Linked DNA regions of Gossypium hirsutum: all the other regions are linked to region 1. Evidence: chromatin contacts called from public Hi-C data. All regions are on one chromosome and are shown on one strand. The core of a region is the stretch at or near the end of the contact, and the rest is flanking DNA. Distances in the headings are between cores, read along the strand shown. Region 1 holds the start of LOC121230711 (aspartic proteinase). Region 2 holds the start of LOC107962001 (aminomethyltransferase, mitochondrial). Region 3 holds the start of LOC107961996 (lactoylglutathione lyase GLX1).

Region 1 (2,700 bases), core at 153-2,652:
ACAATGCTTGTGAAACCAAAATAGACAACCTAAGCTATGGAATTTATTATAGCAAGACTATGGGTGCTTGGGTAGGTTTTGCGTGATATCAATAAACTATTAAATGCCATTACCTTATTAAAATATGTGGAATTTATTAATTAACAATTGCCAATTTTAATTAAGATAATTATCTTATATTTCATTAATGAAATTAAAACGAAATTAGAATCCTATAATCTCCTTTTAACTTTATATATCTTTATAATAAATTATAATTCAAATCTAATTAATTTAAATAAGGTCAAATAGTATAAAAGAACGTTTTTGATAAATTTAATTTGTCTATTATTATTTTTACAACGAAATTCAAACTTAAATTATTCTTGAAAAATATGAACACCAATCAATATATTACAATTTGAGTTAATAATTCTATATTTTTTTAATTTTCTCCATTTTTTGAAATTTATATTTTTGATATTAAAATTAATTTTTGATATGTCGCAGCTTTTTAAATATGTGGTTATATGATATATCTTAACGTGTTTTGCATAAGTATGCAAAAAAATATATGAGAAAATTAAAAAAAATATTTAATGAAATAATTGAATTATAGTGAGAAGAATAAATAAATAAATAACATCTATAATTTACCTTTAAATTATGTAAAAAAACCTTTATCCCATAAACCAACTCCAACTCCAAGATCTACTTTTACTTAGAACTTTAAAATGTGTCCTTTTTACCTTTTTAGTCGGATAGATTACAAAAATAATTACTTTTATTTGTCTTAAATAATATTTTAGTTATTTATATTTAAAATGTTACATTTTAGTCATTTACATTATCGTTTTGTTACGAAATAGTCACTCTACCGTTAAACTCTATTACTTCCTTAACGGTGGTCTTACGTGGCAGTCTAAATATGTTTTAAATGCCAATTTAGATGTCTAATTATTGGGATGAAAATAGACTTTTAATTAAATAAATTTAATTTGGATTGCCATGTAAGGTATTCAAGTTAATATTTAAAACCTATTTAGACTGCCACATAGGATTGCCGTTAGGGAGGTAATAGAGCTTAATCATAGAATGACCATTTCATAATAAAATGATAACATAAATGACTAAAATATAATATTTCAAATATAAGTGATTAAAATATAATCTAACTATTTTTTAATTTACCCTTATTAGTTTTTGTAAAAGATTGTGTCGTTATCAACTTATGCTTTTCCTTAAAAGAAAGGGTTTGAGAGAATAAGAAAATCGTGAGCCTCCAATTTATCTCATATTTAATCTAACCGCATAACTGTCATCGTTTGATGAAACAATCAAGGGTTCAGATTCAATAAAAAAAAAGAATCATCCATCTTTAAAAAATACCTGATTTTATCGTTTTTCGATATTAAGGGCCCCACTTGTTTGACGGGTAGTTTTGACGTCCCACTATATGTCTTTTCCTTCTACCCCCTCCCCATATTTATATATTCTCTCTTTCTGCCTCGTTTCCCTCCTCACCAAACTTTCCTTTCCTTCGTTGCTTTCGCCTTAAGCGGTCACAATATTTCGGTGAGCATTGTTCCATTATATTCCATCCTCCCTTTTCACATTTTAGGTTTTGTTTTTGCTTTGGATTTACTTTACTTTTATGATGTTATTATTTTTTGTTCATCGGATTATGTTGTTGATTTTGTGTGGAACTTGAAGCTTCAATCATAAGATTTGTTTTTTTTTTACCTGCCTTATTGTTGCATTTTGATTTTCTTTTTCTTTTTTAATCAATCGTTTTTTAGCTTGTTAGCAGTGAGCTGCTTCTTCCTTTACATATTGAATTAAGACTTGTTTTTCCTTTTATTTCTAGCTGTTTTAGCTTGTAAATAAGAGTTCCTTTTACTCTTAAGGCGAAATTTTTTTATAAAGTCATTACTTGACTGGAGATGTGGACTTAATTTGACTTAGATATGACGCGTGGAGAATTACATCGCATTTGGCTTCTGTTTTCTCTTATTTCTTACTGAATATGGCGATGGGGAAACAGAAATTTTATATTGGCTCAAAATTGAATCTTAATTTTTTAGGCTAAGATGTAATTTTAAATAAAATTTATCATTTTGGGGGGCCAAAGTCCTGCTTGCCTACCTCCTGGCTATAGCATTTTAAAATTGAAAAGTAGACAAACTAGAAGATATTTATACTATGTTTGGGTAAATAATGTGAAGGTAAAACAAAGAAATTGTAAGGAAAGAAAAGGAAAAGAAATGAATATTAAGAAAAGAAAATGATATATGTTTTTTGTTTGCATACTTAAATTTAGTAAAAGGAAAGGAAAGAAAGTAAAGGAATTTTTATAATAACCATTTGATTAAACCATGGAAAGGAAATGATTGATTATAGTGATAATTTTAAGTTATATATTTATAAAATAATTTATATAAAAAATTATCCTGATAAAGAAAAGTTGTTATCTTTCTTCGGCTTTTTCCCAAACTGGGGAAAACAAAATCTGAGTAATAGGGAAAGATAAGGATATTCAACTCAATCTTAATGAAACAAGTTCTCGTATTTTTCCTATTCCTTTTTCCTTGTTTTAGCTCAATTCAAACATATGGCTGAGGTGTTTTAAAAAAATTATTAGATTTTTTTGGAATTTATAACTTGTCAAGTTCAAAGTTATGGTGGATGGTGTTGATATTAGCAGTCCACGCATGCATGCTT
Region 2 (2,700 bases), core at 142-2,641, 570 kb after region 1:
CGTATCATCATTGAGATCTCGATGCTCCTTATAATCTCTAAATTTTGTCATCTCCTTAAATGATAGTTTTTCTTTTGTTTTCCTAGTCTAGCAAATTAAGATATGTTAAGGAATACTCTTATTTCAATTTATCATTGCTTTCCATATTCTCTGCCTGCACGCTGCACCACCTTTTTCATCATAAATGTGCTAAAGTCCTCAACTGTGTTTTGGTTTCCAGTTCTCCATCTATATCTGAAATTGCGTTGCTTTCGCTGACTTTTTTCCAGGGCCTTGTAGTTCCAGTAATCCGAAATGCTGACAGAATGAACTTTGCTGAAATTGAGAAAGGGATAAACATCCTTGCTAAGAAGGCAAATGATGGATCTTTATCAATTGATGAGATGGCTGGGGGCTCATTCACAATATCCAATGGTGGTGTTTATGGAAGCCTCTTAAGTACTCCAATTATTAATCCCCCTCAGGTGAGATGCTTTACAGTCAATTTACTCCTCCCCCCCTCTCCCCCATGTCTCATTCGGATGAACTTGTAATGTATAACAAGTGAAGCTTTGTTTTCTGGGAAATAAGCCGATTATCCATGTTTAATGCATTTTTTACCACACATTCATGGCTTTGCATTCACAAGTAAATATGCTAGATCCGATATCTTTCTTCCATGTTCTCTTTTTACTAACAGTTGTTTGTTCTTTCTAAGTCGGCTATTCTGGGAATGCACTCCATAGTTAGCCGTCCAATGGTTGTCAGTGGAGAAGTTGTTCCAAGGCCAATGATGTACATTGCACTGACATATGACCATCGACTGATTGATGGAAGGGAAGCAGTATTCTTCTTGCGTCGCATTAAAGATGTTGTGGAGGATCCGCGGAGACTGCTGCTCGATTTATAAGGAAACCATATAAACAACAGTCTATCTATAGCCTGGATATGGCACACATTTTCTTGGGTGTAGAATAAATAGCAACTGAGATTTCCAGGCTCTTATATTTGCATTTTCTTGGTGTGCCATATCATTTTCCTATTGTATCTGTTAAAAGGCCTATGGTGGTCGATCATCTGCTCCAAAATAAAGCATTCCTTCGTTTTTTATTGATATCATTCTAGTTAAATGGAGAAAACAAGCAATGGAGTCATTCAATGACTAATCTTCCAAATAGTTGAAGCTGAACTCTTCTTTATAAAAAGGAACCCATTTTCTTTTGAGAGAAACAAAGTACTTACCAATTTCAATGAAACTGTTAATTAGTAAACTAATCACATGAATTTTTCGATTTAAAGAAATCAGAGCCACCAACCAACCAAGAATAGCTTGGGTTAAAAACCTTTTTTAACAGCTAATAGTTGAGGACGCCAACACAGATCTCACCAACTCCCAATTTCATTCCTTTTTAGTGGTAGATTAGTATCTCCATACTACAGTGATCTCTCAACTGCATGGGTCCCCCCTATCTGAGACACTAATCCAATGTTTTCGTTTCTAAACTCAGTTCAATTACAGACCAGTTACATTAGACCTTGTTGGCACTGTAACAGAGACAGACAATTTTAACCTCGGACAAAATCAGCAACATGCCTTAGATTCCTTGTCATGACAGCCGTTAGATGAAGTTGAGTAAGACATGCAGAGAAAGGAGACAAGGATTTGGGAAGTGGTGAAATAGCTCTAAGGCCCTTTAAGCACCACTCGCTGAAGATTTGGTTTTTATTTTTTGGATTTGGCAGAGAAACCCCCTCCTCCACTCACTCCTGTGCTACCAACCACTTTCCTCATTTTTTTTTTTAAATGCCCAAAATAATATTTTTACATCTAATTTCTTTGGCGCATATATAAAAGGCTATCCTTTTTTACTTTCTTCTTTTGGCCCAGAGTTGGCAGAGGAATGCTCTTTTGTGCTCTCTGAATTGCTCTCTTTTTGAAGAACGCAAACAAGGGTTCTGTGTAAGCCTTTTCACTCTCTTATTCTTTTTCTCTGACTGCATTTGTAGCTTGACGTTGTCTTTGTGATTCTGTGATAAACGGGATTGAGATCTCGATAACGTGATAGCATTGGTTTCTTTTCTTGATTTGCTAAATACCCTTTTCAGTTTTGATCATTTGCATCTCAAAAACTGTGGTATAATGTCGTGGTTTTCATTGTATATTGTCGGATGGTCGGATTATTTGGAGAATGTCTCTATTGGATACTTCAGTGCTGATTTTAGATCGTATTGGGTTATCATCTGTCAACAAATGCCTTTGATGCTTTTCTTGGGAATATGGTGTTGGATTGTAACATTAAGATTGAATGGATTCGTTAGATTATGGCATTATGCGTATGATTTAGAAGCCAATAAATATTTTCAATAAATGGATGTGTTGTTTAACCCCATATAGGTTCACTGCTGTTAAAAATCACTTCTCCCCTTTAAATTTGAATGCTCCTAAAAATCTTTGTAGTGGCAAGTGAATGCTATTCTTAGTAGTACAATATTGTCTTGTTTCTGAGAATTTGCTCTTCATCAGATATTTCAACTTTAGAAGATGAGGGGAAGTCTTTGGCAACTTGGGCAATCAATTACTCGTCGTCTTTCACAGGCTGACAAGAAGGCTGTAGCACGTCGGTACTTTGCTTCAGAGGCAGATCTGAAGAAAACTGTTCTTTTTGATTTCCATGTTGCTCATGTTGGGAAGATGGTCCCATTCGCGGGATGGAGCATGCC
Region 3 (2,700 bases), core at 150-2,649, 710 kb after region 1:
TTGTAAAGAAACTATTTAGTTAAAAGAACTCTTTGGTGAACTCAGTAGAGACCTTCAGATCAGTATAGTGCTTTGTGATAGTCAGAGTGACGTCTTCCTTTCGAAAGATCAAATGTTTCATGAGAGAATAAAGCACATTGATGTTCGGTATCATTTTTTGCGTGATATTATTGTTCGTGGTGATATTGTTGTGAGCAAAGTTAGTACTCATGATAATCCTACAAATATGATGACTAAGTCACTTCCTATAACCAAGTTTGAGATTGCTTGGACTTGGTTAGTGTTCATTGTTGAAGAATACCTTTAAAGGGTTTTGTGAAAGATGTGGAGAACTTGTTCATTGAGAGTTTGTGATGAAGAAATTGTTCGTTGAGAATTCATGTCAATATGGAGATTGTTAGAGTTGTACAACCCAAATTCTAAGAGATTATTTGCAAGTCAAGTTAAATAAAGTATATTTTCTTTCTAGAAGATCTTGTATTTATTAGCATAATATATTTAGCATTTATTAGCATAATATATTTGACATTGATTAGAATTAGGTTTTTTTCAACCTCTAAATAGATGTAGTCGAAACTCACCTTGTATCATTCGAATTCAACACTTGTTAAAGAAATAAAATGTAGTAGCAAAATAAGGGGATCTGTGTATGGACCATGATGCACAAGTAGAATTCGTATAGAACTACACTTCTTCTATTTGACATTGATTAGAATATGATTTTTTAACCTTTAAATAGACGTAGTCGAAACTCTTGTTGTATATGTTTTTTAACCTTTAAATAGACGTAGTCGAAACTCTTGTTGTATCATTCTCTTTTAAAATTAGTGAATTTCTTCTCATTTGCCTGTGATTTTTTCCCGATAGAGTTTCCACATAAAATCTGTATGTTCTTATTTTTATGATCATTCTATTACCATTATTGACGTTAGTTTTAACAAGAAAAATTATTATTAAAAAGATCAATTTACTTTTTAATTTAATAAATAATGATTAATTTTTTAAATTTTTAAGTAAACTAGACAAAATCAAATCTAATTTTTAATATAATAATCTTCGTGATTTGCTTTCTTCTCTCTTTAGTTTATTTTGCAATCCATCAATTTGTAATAAGATATTATATTAAAAAGAACAAGCAATCATTTTTTATTTTATCAAAGTAATTGATGATTTAAAAAAATAAATTTTTTTATTTTTTAATGTATATATTAGAATGAACCCAATAATTAATTTTCACTCTTATGAAAACTCATTAAAAATTAAATATTAGCAAAAAAATTCTAAAGCTGCTCAATACTAAAAAAAATTGAGAATACTAATTTTTTTTATTCAATAGGTGGTAATGATTTGGATATCGCCACGTTTCCATATTAATATCCGTTAGTGATTTAGACTTCCGTATTAACTCCCAAAATTGTCTAGAACAACAGTTGGCGTTTTTAACAAGAAGAAAAGCACATATCTGATTGGTTGGCTGAAACTACTTAAGAGACGTGTTTGTCGGTTATATCACCACTTTGTAACTGTCATGTTACATTAGTGAAATAAAAATTAAAAAGTTTATAAATTTGTCCCAATGTTGACACTGCGTTATACAGGGCGCTTCACTCCCACTCACTCCCACTCTCACTCTATTTTTCTCTAGTAATTGCTGGTAAGTTCTTCGATCCAAATTAGGGTTTCTTTAATTTGGGTTAGGGTTTAGTTTTTTTTTGGTTTTGATCTATATTTGTAATAAGTTTTAGCTTTGATCTTTACTTTAAAATTGAAAAATGAAATGAAAATGATATTTTTATTATGTAATTTCTATTCATTTGGTTGACTTTGCGAATGATTACACAGCAATCGGATTTGTTGAAAGATGGCTGAGGGTTCAGCTGCAGTTCCCAGCACTGAGTTGTTGGAATGGCCGAAGAAAGATAAGCGTCGGTTCCTTCACGCCGTGTACCGTGTTGGCGATCTTGATCGTACCATCAAGTAACATTTGCTTTTTTTATTTCTAGTACTATTGATGTTCTTAAATTTTCACTTTCTTTTTGAAGTTTTAATGCTACAAATTTGTATCTAGGTTCTACACTGAGTGTTTTGGGATGAAATTGTTGAGGAAAAGAGATATTCCTGAAGAGAAATACTCCAATGCCTTTCTTGGGTTTGGCCCAGAGGAGTCTCATTTCGTTGTTGAGTTAACTTACAGTACGTTTATGTTTTCCTTGTATTTTTATAGCGAAATATTTACTGCAAATGGCTTTTGTTATATCTGTAATGCTTGGAGCTGGCAAATTTTTCTTTTTGTCAAACAGTTAAAATATCGATTCCTTTTATTCAATATATGTTATAGATATCTGCTACATCTATTGTGGCATACTTCGCTACTGTTAATCTAAAGTGTAAACTTCTTTGATCTCTGAGTTAAAAGCTTTTATTCTTCTCTACAGATTATGGAGTATCATCGTATGATATTGGAACTGGTTTTGGGCATTTTGCAATTGCAACACCTGATGTAAGTTTCAAACATTTGGATAGTCAAACAAAAGATTCATTGAGAATGCTGATATATATATATCCATTTTTGTATTTTAGGTCTACAAAATGGTTGAGGACATCCGTGCAAAGGGTGGCAATATTACAAGAGAGCCTGGTCCAGTTAAAGGTGGATCCTCTGTTATTGCTTTCGTGAAGGATCCTGATGGTTATATTTTT

What was found. A called contact is a pair of places that touch in the nucleus more often than the background predicts.
Region 2: a Hi-C map of leaf shows a contact between it and region 1, with 2.5 times the contacts expected there. The contact joins the promoter of LOC107962001 here to the promoter of LOC121230711 in region 1. A contact is called at or near these places in 7 of 34 Hi-C or Micro-C datasets (anther, callus, hypocotyl and 2 more).
Region 3: a contact with region 1 is called in a Hi-C map of leaf, with 2.3 times the contacts expected there. The contact joins the promoter of LOC107961996 here to the promoter of LOC121230711 in region 1. A contact is called at or near these places in 2 of 34 Hi-C or Micro-C datasets (both in leaf).

The regions. Positions count from the first base shown.
Region 1 is chrA06:117,424,000-117,426,699 of Gossypium_hirsutum_v2.1, reverse strand. It overlaps LOC121230711 (aspartic proteinase), which reads left to right and starts at 1,402. Exons shown (of 14, transcript XM_041115969.1): 1 at 1,402-1,554.
Region 2 is chrA06:116,852,868-116,855,567 of Gossypium_hirsutum_v2.1, reverse strand. LOC107962001 (aminomethyltransferase, mitochondrial) reads left to right here and starts at 1,391. Exons shown (of 4, transcript XM_016898208.2): 1 at 1,391-1,939; 2 at 2,504-2,700. The coding sequence starts at 2,522. It overlaps LOC107962000 (dihydrolipoyllysine-residue succinyltransferase component of 2-oxoglutarate dehydrogenase complex 2, mitochondrial), which reads left to right. Exons shown (of 15, transcript XM_016898207.2): 14 at 270-464; 15 at 698-1,093. The coding sequence ends at 889.
Region 3 is chrA06:116,718,847-116,721,546 of Gossypium_hirsutum_v2.1, reverse strand. It overlaps LOC107961996 (lactoylglutathione lyase GLX1), which reads left to right and starts at 1,399. Exons shown (of 9, transcript XM_016898200.2): 1 at 1,399-1,654; 2 at 1,843-1,977; 3 at 2,069-2,193; 4 at 2,436-2,500; 5 at 2,581-2,700. The coding sequence starts at 1,862.